2 separate regions of the Triticum aestivum genome follow, and region 2 is linked to region 1. Evidence: chromatin contacts called from public Hi-C data. All regions are on one chromosome and are shown on one strand. The core of a region is the stretch at or near the end of the contact, and the rest is flanking DNA. Distances in the headings are between cores, read along the strand shown. Region 1 holds the start of LOC123161975 (CASP-like protein 1E1). Region 2 holds the start of LOC123159595 (FCS-Like Zinc finger 5).

Region 1 (6,562 bases), core at 1,924-4,423:
GCAGCGGCTGAGCTAGTTACTACTAGTAGGAGGAGTTTTTGTGGACGTCTAGGATGGCGAACATGAGGTGCACGAGGTTGGCGAAGGCGGCGATGAGGGAGACGATGACGGCGGCCATGGCGCGCTCGCAAAAGCTGCTGTAGACGTGGCACACCTTGCCCCAGCGCACGTGGGAGTTGCCGCGCTCGCCCAGGATGCCGAACTCCGCCGACGCGCCCACCGCCGAGAACAGGAGCGCCTGCACCACCAGGTCGCCGACCATCAGCGGCACCACCGCGCTCCGGCTGCGGCACGCCGCCAGCGCCACCGCCGAGAAGACGCACGCCATCGCGTTCGCCACCACGAAGTACCTGCACGCATGTAATGTTTGCTGGTTAGTAAACATTGGATCAATGGGTCATCACAGTAACAATATTATTACAAAGTTTAAGGAGAATATATCGAATTTCGCTGCCCAAGTGTTAGCGCCGTGCATACAGTTGGAACGCTGCCGATGTACACAGGCGTAGAGCGGTTCAGGTGATGACACGTATTGAATGTGCCTGTCCGGTCCGGACGTCTAGCTGTTCATGATGTTGAATGTGCGTACTGTATCAGGGATCTACGTCATTTTCGTGCTTAAATTCCTTTGTAGTAGTCCTTAATAGCTATGTATGTTTCCCCTAAATTAGTTGCACACAATGTGTACGAACAACATCTCTAACAATTAGCAGGAAAGATGAACTTCCCGGAATTAATCCATGAGTACTAACTACTAATTAAGCAACGTCAACCTAGCCTATTAAGCAATCCTTTTATCGACAAAAGAACACAACATATGTATACTGCTGCTGTTTCATTTTCATGAACTCTGATGAAACAAGCGGACACGTCTCTGGCCGAAAAGAATCGATCTCAACAAGCATGATCTCGACAATCCTTTCGGAAATCTCTATCTGTATCCCATATATCTCCGCCTTTTGTAAAAGGCCAAATCGCTTGGTGGCTGCTGGCTTGGGCCGGAGCACATCCATCAGGATGAGCACGTCTGCCCCACCGTGGATGTGACGGATGAGCTGGGACTTAATGCATGCACCCATCTGATTATCCATCCATCTCTTTCCGCAATAAATGCCGCGCGGATCGGCCGATCGGTCGGGCCAGCCAGCCACGTACGCGGTCCACTGAAGATTCATGCGTTTCTGGGCGTGGACGAAGAGGAAATCGTTTTGCAGTTTCTTCCCGACCACCACCAGAAAGATCGACGTGCCCATTACTTGCACCGTGTTCTTGATGGGCACAAAAGCTATCGGCCCTTAGGCCTCGAGCGAATTGGTCTTGTTACCCATTAATTAGTTCATAGTTACTCTAGTTTGTTGCGGCATCCTTGTCTATGGTGCACTGCAAAGGTTCTTTCTAGGTAGGAGAAAGAGAATGTCTTGTTTGCACGTGGAAACTAAAGGTTCGATCGAGCAGTGAGCGGTAGGAATCAGCTGGACGGACACGCACGACACTGCATTTCTTGCGGACCATCGATCCTTCTCACCGGAGAATCCGTACGGAAATATGGAGGAGATGGTGAAAGTGCGTGCAAGCACATTTGCCTAAGTAATGAAAAGGAAATTGCTGTGTCTGGAGCGGCAAACGCTGCTAGCTATAGAGGTGCTTTCGGCAGAAATGGCATGTATTTGTTGGCCTTGACTGGACTACAGTAATACTCCAGTGCAGCAAACTTTCCTAATTAATGAAAATGACAATATATAATTGGTTGGTTGCATGTGCTTGGCTGGCCCATTTCGCAAACGTACGCGGCATCGATCTTGTATCTTTGTGCCAGATAGATACAATGCAGACGTACTACTGCTGCAGACGTACTTGCATCATGAACGTCTGATCGATATCCACCGAACATGACTCCTTCTCGCCGGCGGACCCTTCGGGCACATACACTGCTAAATCCACCTACTTCAGGCTATGCATGGGTAGCGCGAGGGCTCCGTTCGGTGCTTGCATTTGGAAGAGCTGGGACTTGCTCAAATGCAAAATCTTCGTGTGGTTGATAGTTCAGCATCGGATCTGGACTTCGGATAGAAGTGCTAGGCACGGCCTGCAGGACTCTTCCTCCGCCTGCTACACGTGCCTCCAAGAGGAGGACAATGCGGAACATATCCTTATCCAATGTGTCTACGCTAGAGAGGTCTGGCACTACATCTTCGATGCTCTTAGGGTGCATGGCGTCATCCCGGAGCCGAGCGATTGTCTGCTGGACTGGTGGTTGGCAAGGAGAGCTCCTTTTTCGAAGGGCGCCAAGCGTGGTTTCGACACGATCGTCATTGCCACCACCTGGGCTCTCTGGAAGCAACGCAACGCTCGTGTATTTCACCGGACCCAGCAGCAGAAGACGGCGCTGGACCTGGCCCTTGCCATTTTAGGGGAACTCAAAGAGTGGAGGTCGGCGGGATTGGGAGGTAGAGGTTTTGCTACGTTTTGTGAGAGTGTAGGCATAGGGTAATTCCGAGAGTGCGTTAGGGTGTGCGTCCTTGATGGATCTTCCATCATCAACTCCTTGTACTTGACTCTTTCTTCTCTTCTATAAAAGCATGGTACGCCTTTAGCGTACTCTCGAAAAAAAAAATCCACCGAACAAACAGATTAAAGGAAGCAGAAAGAAATCAACAAATCCAGGAGAGCTGTTCACCGGAGAACGATAGCGTCGTGTGAATGTGTAATTAATTGTAGTGCTGGTGGCCAGGAAGAGGAAAGAACCAAAGTACGGGGGCGAGCGCTTACACGAAGGCGGAGGAGTAGGACCACTTGGCCGTGACGGGGACCTGCAGCGGCGGCAGCGTGTCGGCGATGGTGACCTGCACGGTGGCCGTCTGCCGGTCCAGGCCCATCACCACGGCGGCGACCAGCGTCGCCGCCAGGATGAACACGCGCAGTGCCACGCCGCACCCGTCCACCGCCGGCTTGCTAGGCGCCGCCGCCCCCATGTAGCTCCTCCGGCTGCCGGACAGGCTGCCCGCGCCGCTGAACCCGGGCTTCACCCGCGACTCCATTGCCGGACGCCGGTCTCTTGGGTAGCTAAGCGGGTAGAACGGTGCGGTCGTGGTGTGGCACGGAGAGCGTGCGTCACTGACTCGCTACCTGAGAGAAGGAGCAGGCTAGGCGTGGTTGGCTCTATGCAAGAATGCGTTGGACGGGGATCGGTACTTATGGTTGGGAGTAGGTTGGGGTCACCGCGATGAGCATGGCTACCGCTCACCGTCTTAACGGGTAACGAACTGAAGTCGACTGGGATTTTTGCCGCCCAATAAGTGGAGTCAGCTCAAATTTTCGCAAAAAATAATAATGATAATAATAAGTGGAGTCAGCTCAAATTTTCTCAAGTCTCGGTTAATTCAAACAGTATTTGATATTTTACATCTAGATGCAATATATTACTACTTCACATCTAAATTTCTAGCCGGTGGATTCAAGCACCAGGACTTGTGTTTTTGCTTTGAGATTTGCTAATTAACATCTACATGAACTCTAAGTTGTCTACCACATGATTTATTTGTCAAGATTCATGTGTGTTGCATGTGTACCTGTTTCAACGTGCTTGCTGGGCCGTTGTTTGGGTAAGAGGAATATAGAGATCGCAATCTACGTAAGCCAAGGAAACTGCCTAACCGTAAATAATCTTGTTTGGCTCGTCCAACAACCCCGTGGATAGGGGAAACTCGTTTCCCAAAAACCCATAATTCCGGGTTTGTGGGAAAACTAGTATTACTCGTTTTTCCACAAACGCGATTAGCATATACAGATGCAACTGCCTTTCTCCGCCCCCGCCTATTCCTCAACAACCTCAGATGGCGCCAATTCTGCTTTTTGCGTCTCAACTCACGCCCTTTTCACTGCCTATAAAAGACAGACTTTGTTTCCCGCATGTTATACACCCAGATCGCAAAGGGCTGGCTGTGATCCCCGTGACAGGCACTGGATGGGAGACGTTGACCTTGGATCTGAAGTTGGTCATCTTCAATAAGGCTCCACATCTCCTTCAGGCTTTCCGTGCATCGTCTTCCCACCTTCAATCAGTCTTCCCATCTTCAATCAGGTTCCATGGCTTCACCATCCTACACAGCAGTACGAATTTGTGTTTGTAAATATTTCATGGTACTGTTGATTGAATTAATCTATTTGGTAGTGAACCCTATTTTGCATAAAACCTCTGATAATTTCATATGGGCAATTCCTAGGACATAGTAGATCCAACAACCTAGTAATCTGTTAATCTAAATGATAACACGCACTGTTGAAGGAAAAATTAGAGGCAACTCTGATTAGGGAGTACCGTAAATATGAACATGTGGCACATAAGAGAATCAGATTGCACTATGAATGCCTATATACATACTAAAATGATCTAACACCGAACCACAATTAGATTATCGATGACTATATATATCACGTGCAGTAGTTAATTTTTCATGACAAGGATGCAGTTTAAAGCACACTGTAAGGATAATTTTCCATAAGTATCAATCATATTTATCCAGAATATATAGTGTGCAGTAAGAGCTAAGCAGTAAGCAGATGAAGATTAGAATACCTTGTGATGTCATCTGATGTTGATAGCAGTACGTGGGGCAAGCGAGACCAGATTTAATAGAAAATTAAAGATCTTGGCAGCAACCTAGGAAAATAACCGATAAGGGATGTGAACATCCCGTTAGACAAACAAGCGACAAAAATTCAAGTGTCCAGTCATAGCATGAACAAAGGATTAGTGGCATGCTCATTTTCTTCCACTTCGTAGATTTATTCCTTTTGAATCAAATGACTCATCTTCCATTATTGCTTCTTGTATCCTCTCTGTAGAAAAATATGGATGATGAGAAGGAAAAGAAAATTAAGAAGGAAAACACAGATAAAGCTAAGCGCCATGTATGGAAATCTTCAGAGGACAAAATACTGCTGAATATATTAAAAGATCAAAGCCTACATGGAGGAAAAGAAGGAACAGGTTACACAAAGAAAGCATGGCGTGATATCTTAGAACAATTCAATGATTCAAGGGTAGAAAAACTTGAATTACAACAACTGAAAAATCGTCATAAGTACTACAGGAGTTGCTAGAGCACCATGGACAGACTTCTAAAACTCACGGGATTTGGTTGGGATGACGATGACAAAATGATAAAAGCTCCAGAAGATATTTGGGTAGAACTAATTAAGGTAAGTTTGTTCGAGTAGAATTCATATAAAGTTTCCATATCCTATTATTAACAAAAACATTAAACAACTTGCAGAAGGATAAGGCTATCCAAGAATATCGAGATAAGGTGTGGCCTAGTTGGATAGATCTTCAAGCCATATGTGCTAGTTCAACAGCATCTGGAGCTGGTGTTGTATCTAGCAAAGGAAATGATGGTACATGTACGACCAAATCTTCACAAATTGATCTCAATACGGAAGTTGAAGTACATGACATCGATTCTGATGAAATCAATGCTTCCCCTGGTGTCTTCACCAAGAAGTCAACTACCATTGAGCCAGAAAAAAAGAAGTCCCCTGGAAGTGGATCCAAGGAAACTGCAAGAGGACAAAAACGGACAGCCGATGATGCCATAATAGCAATTGATCGCCTTGCAGATGCATCACTTAGCATTGCTGAAGCAAAGAAAACAGTAGCACAACAAACTAAAGCTTACTCGGTTAAATCTTGTATGGCAATACTAAATAGCATGAGTAATCTAGATCCCAAAGAGAAACTAAAAGCGGTAAAGGCATTTACAGATGGTGATAAACGGGCCATTTTCATTGAGATGGATGAAGAGACGCGGAAGCTCTGGATTCTTGATCCTTAGAATTTTTGTAATAAACCTTTGAGCATAGTATTTTATTTCAGTTGTTGTTGCACTTTACAAGATTCAGAAAACAATTTCACTTATATTTTGTCAGTTTGTGTGAAGTAATAAATATTGTTTTCAGTTTGGTATTGTTCATTGTCCGGTTCAGCACTATTACATTTTAAAACAATTATCCAGAGATGATATGGTCAACTGTGCAAATCGTGCAGGGATCTATGAACATTTCGGATGTGCCAGATGATGAACTTTCTGATTCCGAGCAAGTGCTTATTAATAACATTTCTGCAGTGTCCTTGTTTCGTGATGTGTTGTTCACAAGGTTATTCAGAACGCCCCACAACACTTCTATATTAACTGGTGCTCAGAAAACGATAGAGTTTTTAGAGGGACATCCAGTTAGATTTTATGAACAATTTCGTCTTGAGAAGCACACATTCTACTTGTTGCGGGATGCTTTGTGTGAGAGGAAGTTACTCAAGGATACAAATCGAATGACAGTGGACGAACAACTACTCATGTTTCTACATACAATTGGTCACAATGTTAGAAACCGCGTCATCCAAGATAGATATCAGCATTCTGGCGAACCAATCAGCCGACACTTCAACAAAGTTTTAGACGCCATAAATGGTTTGTGTGATGTTTGCATAACAGATTCAAGCAATCAAGTCTCATCAAAAATATTGGGTGACGCAAGATTCTACCCATATTTCAAGGTATGTTTG
Region 2 (6,562 bases), core at 2,423-4,922, 420 kb after region 1:
TTGTTCCGGTGAGCTCTCGCATGCCCACCCATGCTGGCTTTCGATATTCTAAAAAAAAAAACACCATGCTGGCTTTCGAATGGGGCGACAGAACCGGCCTGCTACATTCTAGTTTCTTTATAATAAAAAAATATCGGTTTTGCTATTTTCAGATATGATTTTTTTTCCATAGGCCTCGGGATGGGAGGCCGGACCTCATCGAAAAAGAAGCAACCTCACCAGAGAAGAAGCAACTTGACAGACGCGGCGTTTTGGCTCCTAGGTGCATATGCATATGCACCCATTATCGAAATACACATTTTGAAAAGTTGAAAAATTCGGAACAAAAATCCCACGTGTATATCCGGACATTTTCGTGCGTTCACAAGGTTTCGGTGAAAAACGACGTTTTTTGTGGCTTGTGTAAAAAAGATAAAGAAATGCCTCGTGAATAGTTAGAATGAAGCAGCAGAAATTGTCTTTTTTACACAAGCCACAAAAAACATCCTTTTTCACTGAAACCTTGTGCACGCACATAAAATGTCTGAATATACACGCAGAATTTTTATTTTGAATTTTTCAACTTTTTGAAATGTGTATTTCGACAATGGGTGCATATGCACCTAGGAGCCAAAGGCAATTACTGCAACTCGACTATCTATCTTAGAAATGTGGGGATGCAGATTCGCTGGAGAGCAGCAACCTCACTATCTATCTTAGAGGTGTGGAGTGCAGGCGGATTGTTGCAATTGTTCACCGGTGCGGGGCTTAGAGGTATGGTCAGGGTGGTGGCCAACAACAGCGGTGGGGGAGGTTGAGGAGAGGGCGGGGCGGCGAGGCGGTGCGCGGTAGCACCCGCCGGCCGCTGGTTGTTGAGGCCGGTGGTTAGGACAGGGCAGCCAAAAAGAAGAAGATAGGAGGGAGGTTCTATTTTGGACCGTTGGATTAAGATCTAGTGGTGACTGATAAATGACTCATTATAATTGGTCCCTGATAATATTGAGAAAATATCAATTACTTCCGACTTCTGAAACAATATGATTCAAGAGCTACATATGGGGAATACATGCAACCATATTATTACAAAAGTAAGAAAAAGGATGACGAGAATAACTGCAGCAAATGACAACAACAACCATTAATGATCACCACCATCACATTTAGGTATGAAAATGAAACGAAAATGAACGGAAGTAATTGCTGCCACATTTTTTCAGAAAGTGGCGTTGTCTTCACAGCGGAGGCGACGGCCAGCAAGGTGAGATTTTGTCCCAACAACATGAGTTATTAGGTATTTGTGTTATGGTTAATATGCCACTACATGAGTTTTATCGAGTGCCGGACTAACCCACATAGACATAGAAAACGGAAAGCTCCATACACGAAAAACGCTATTCCATTTTCGCTTCCGTGTAAGAAATTTTGTTTCATAATATTTAGTTTTTCCTGAAATAGAAGCAAAAGATTTGCCTCATACATTAAACAAGAAGGGGATAACGTTTGTGTTACAATCACCCCTTACAAACAAAAGGATTACTCTCTCGCCATCAAATTGCCTAGATGCTTAGCCCCTGCGGCGATCCAAAGCTTTGTCTCGTCAATCACCGTGTTAAGAACTGTCATTGGGGCGCACTTATGATGGAAGACTCCAGCGTTTCCCTCGTGCCAAATTGATCAAGAAACCAACAAGGTTAAAGATGCCATGGCCTTCCTATTGGATATACTAAAGCTAGGACGACTAGACCACCAATCCTTGACGGAGCGTTCGAGGTGCCAAAGGGACGTGTCAATGTTGGTTAGATGAAGCTTGTCAATCACCACACTCCATAGGCGCAAGGTGAACCGACACTTGAGGAATATGTGATCACTGGATTCTTGGACTCTCTTGCAAAGTGGGCATAGCCAACAATTCTGCCATCCACGCTTTGCCAATATATAGTCTATCCAAATTGGATCTTGAATAGCCAACCAAGCGGCAAATTTCACTTTTGGCCATGCCCAAGCCTTTCATACCATTTGACCCAAGGTTGTGTGCTTCCAAACGATATCACCTTTGGTTTGGTCATCAAGGTTAACATCTAAGGTGCATCCAAAGTGTGAAATATTCACATATGCATTGCCATGAAGTGACTCTCGAACTTTCCATTTTTTCTTGAGGAAGCCTCAAAGATAAGAGGTGCAATATCCATGGGTTTACGACCAAGAAGCCAACACGAGCTCCAAAATGGTGTTTTCGCACCATTGCCGGTGGAGACGGTGGAAGAAGCATAGAGGAAGTTGGGATCATCCTCATCACATGGGTTTCCCATCCCTACCCAAAACTTGGAAGTCTCTTTCCATTTATACCAAGGCCAAGGTTACCTAAGAGCACGCATGAATTTGTCGGTATTGAGCACACCTAATCCAACATACTCTGAAGGTTGACAAACCGCCTTTGAGTTGACCTTGCATTTTTCTTCGGTCGTCTTGTCTGAAGCAGACCAAATGAAAGCTCGTTCGAGCTTGTTGATGTCGTGGAATATGCCCGACGAAACTACAAGCGGTGTGATAAAGTAGTGGTTTGGGAGGTGATCACCGGCTTGACGAGGGCCGTGCGACCAATGAAGATTATGTTTTGAACCTACCAAGTGACTACCTTTCCTACAAACTTGTCCACGAGGTGCCAGAGACGATCCACCTTTTTAAGGCACAAAACAGATAGGGGCAACCCCAAATAACGCATTGGGAAGGAGGCTTTTGTGGCCTGTAAGCTTCGCACAATTTGCTCAAGATTGATATGATCGCATAGAATAGGCACCGCCGAGCTCTTGTGAAAGTTAGTACATAGGCCCGTGACATCTCCAAATCCTCTCATGATGCCAGCGAGATTATCAATGTCACCTTTGATGGGGCATAAATATTGCCGCATCATCGCATACAGTGAGGTACGCACCAGAGCGCCCCTCCCACGAATCCTGGGTAGGATGCCATTGCCAACTCAAGAAGAAGTTGTGGGGGGGAGGGGGGGGGGGTGTTCAATTCCACATTCCCTCTCCATTTTCATTTTCCCACGCAAAAACCAAAAACAAATCACTTCATTTTCAGCCCTGATCATATTCTAGTTAGTTGCCCGCTCCGGTCATGATCACAGCCACAATGCTCGGCGTACACCTGCTTCACTTCTTCCCGTTCCACAGATTCTAGGCGCGCGGTCGACGGAGAAACCAACGAGACTACTAATCTGGCCGCTGTGCCCGTCAGCCCGTCCACCGCCCCCGGACCCAGAGAGCTGGATTTCATACGCCGGATTCGGCGCCAGAAGATCGCACCACCAGGCCACCACCCTGGAAAGATCCCAGCTTCCACCGGAAGAATTCAGGGATGACTAACAATGCACGTGCGCCAGGAGGCAAAACCAAAGTTAACAAGTATTTTGATCACTGCACTGCAGCCTGCCTGCAGGGCAGATAAAACGCTTGTTAACTGATGGACTGAGAGTTTCAGGGGAAAGAAAAGTTGCCGGTCAGGTATCTGGCCCCTCTCCATGGCTGCATGATTGATTTGATTCGATCCGGCCATCGACTTCCCGGCCAGCCAACAGGTTCCCTCACACTCCTCTCCTACCACCCATGGTTTCGTCACGGAGCACAACCAACGGCACGCATGCAAACAGACAAAAGCGGGCTGGCTTCCGTGCCCTCCGTCGTATATAACCCCGGCCCGGTCACCTCCATCCGCCAAACTAACAAGCAAGCGTGCCCAGGCGCACCACCCGAGCACGCACGCACGCACGCACGCATCACTCTCCTCTCAGGAGCAACGGCGGCCGTGCCTGCCACGCGCGCGCGAGCATACACATGGGAGAGGTCGCCTCCACCGCAGCGGCGGCGTCGCTCTCGTCGTCGTCCTCGCTGCTGATGGCTGCGACGGCCGTCAAGGGGGACGAGGAGCGGTACGTCATGGTGGCGTCGAGGTTCTTCCGGGTGAAGCCGGGCGCTGCTGCCCGCCACCACTTCCTCGACTCGTGCTTCCTCTGCAAGAGGAGCATCTCCCGCGACCGCGACATCTTCATGTACAAGTACGAGCAAGCTAAATTCATCTAGCGCTACTGCCTACTGCTGCAGCCTGCAACCGCAATTGATTCTCTTTTATTTCCACGGCGAGAAGATCACAACTTCACAGGTGATGATTCTTGGTGCTGATGCGGGCGTTGGTTTGTGCAGGGGTGACGCGGCGTTCTGCGGCGAGGAGTGCAGGCAGGACCAGATGGCCATGGACGAGGCGCTCCACGCGGCGGCGCGCCGGCACCGCAAGCAGGCCGCGGCCGAGCAGGCTGCCGGCACCGCGCGCCGCGAGGCGGCGGGCGCGACGACGGCGTCGATGGTGCACCGCCGGCCGACCATCGCCAACCTCGGCGCGGTGGCGCGCACTCCCGTGGCCGCCAGCTAACACCGTATGCTCGTCGGCGCGCTCGTGCACGTATCGGCTGCGCATGCACCATGGATCGATCTTCCTTGGCTATAGATCGCTAGGTGGCTAAAAAACGAACTGATTATAACAGCAGTTCGTCCGAATGCTATCAACAAGCAAGAGGGGAGAGATGTATAGTTGAGTCATGGATCTCAAAATGTTTTCCTGCATGTTATTGCTGTGTATGCTAAAGTGGATCATCAGCTCTACATAGTACTAGCTGGAGTTCATCGATCAAGCTTAGCTTTCGAGTCTTCTTCGGGACACGTTAATCTGAGCGTGTGTTCTTCTTCTCAATGATATGATACCCTGCTTCTTCCTGTGTATGCTAGTCTTCTGCATCAGTAGTAGACGTATCCTTCTCCGAGCTTATGTTACAAGAAGAAACCTACAGGACCGGATCCATAGTAGTAATTGGCACCACTGTGTTTTTCTAATAATTTTCTTAAAAAAACTTCAGAGTGCCTCTAGCGATGCCTTGTAGGCTCTGTCGCTCTGATACATGTTCGCAATGAGACTTTTCTTAAGATAAAACTGCATAAATATTTACATAAGAGCGTCCATCATGTCGCTCTCTGGACCGTAGATTCTTCACAAGATATTTGCAGAAATTTGGTTCTTAGGAAGAAAACTTCCCACCAGGAGAGATGTGCAAATAAATTCCTGTAAATCAATCATTTTCATCTACTTTGGATGAAAGTTGTTTCTTTGTTGCGCCTTTACTGTGACCTACACTCCTATCCAAATGGCTACTCTATAACTTTGTTATGTGTTGCGCTTCATTGCTGTCATGCTCATGCGCCAGGGAACATCTTACATGAGTTAGCAACTCCGATCTCGGTGATCAGATCACCGAAACAACATATCTTTCCATCTCCCTTTCAGTTCTTATTACAAAGGAAAATCCTTAGGTGGAACTTTTTTTCTTGATTTGCGCCTGTCAGCCTCTCAATTGGAAAACAGACATAAATGACCGCCCAACTTGCCCTTTTATACAGGAGGGCAACAGGAACAAGTGGCAGTAACTATCGGCGACACCCGAGCGCGCCTATTGGCAAACTTTTTCCCGGGACAAAAATTAAAATTCGCAAACCAATCATGCAACATCCAGAATCAGCTACTTAACATATTCCTGGAACCAGTGGCAGGAGAGAATGGGAACACACAGAAAAATAATGAACTACTAAGACATAAATAAAGGCCATGATGCTTGATTCAATTCTACTTTAAGATATGATGTATGGTGTATGGTTCTGGGTTTAAAATCAACGGAGCCATCAACAATCCCACACGCGACCGAATAAATAATCAGTAGTGACATGCCACTGGAGATATTCCAAGAGCTGGAGTGTGACAGCAAGTAAAGAGCAAAGTCGTAGGCCCTCCAAGGCATCAAGCTCACGCCTGAGAAGGACAGGAGAGCCTATGAATGTTGGAACAAGTGCTTGCAAAGGAGAGGGGCGACCGGTGAGAGCGCCACGACGGTAGAGAGCGATGGAATTCTACTTGACAACAAATTGCACTTTATTCTATGCTACCTTCTCTTATGCAGCAGCAGTTGATCTTATCACCCCTAAGAGAGGGACTTGTCACTTGTGAGTGACCTCCATTTGGCGGCAGACCCGTTCTTCGAGTACTACGTGGAAGAGCTACAAGATTTCGACTCTGGGACTCAATGACACCTTCTGCACAGACAGATTTCGATGATCCCACCATACCAGTAGTTTCTCAACTTCCGGTGGCATGTGTATAACTCTTTTTGTTAGAGCACTTGCAAATAATACACATGTGCAAGATGTTCAAAACCATATGTTAAATGAGCTAGAAACACAATGGTAACAGAGAAAGGAGGAAACAAATAAGTACTCCCTCTGCTCCTAAATATAAGGATCAGTTTGGATCGTGTCCACGTTCAATCATGCCTGGCCTGGAGCATGCCTGAGGTGTGCCTGGATAGTGTTTGGTTCATGCCTAAAAAATTGAGTGCTAGCCTGGCCTGTTGATGGGACAACTTGATTAGCCTGGAGTATAAACTAGACATCCTACTTAGCCTGGACCAGGCGTTGGAAGAGGGACGCCTGGGTGCGCCTGGTGCCGTGCCTGGGAATATTATACTATTTCTTTTGGGAAACGT

The links. Hi-C and Micro-C count contacts between places; a contact is called where the count stands out from the background.
Region 2: a contact with region 1 is called in a Hi-C map of leaf, with 5 times the contacts expected there. The contact joins the promoter of LOC123159595 here to the promoter of LOC123161975 in region 1. A contact is called at or near these places in 2 of 5 Hi-C or Micro-C datasets (both in leaf).

The regions. Positions count from the first base shown.
Region 1 is chr7B:528,182,518-528,189,079 of IWGSC CS RefSeq v2.1, forward strand. LOC123161975 (CASP-like protein 1E1) reads right to left here and starts at 3,174. Exons shown (of 2, transcript XM_044579778.1): 1 at 2,770-3,174; 2 at 1-350. The coding sequence starts at 3,038. The coding sequence ends at 23.
Region 2 is chr7B:528,600,342-528,606,903 of IWGSC CS RefSeq v2.1, forward strand. It overlaps LOC123159595 (FCS-Like Zinc finger 5), which reads left to right and starts at 3,673. Exons shown (of 2, transcript XM_044577412.1): 1 at 3,673-4,036; 2 at 4,182-4,728. The coding sequence starts at 3,816. The coding sequence ends at 4,407.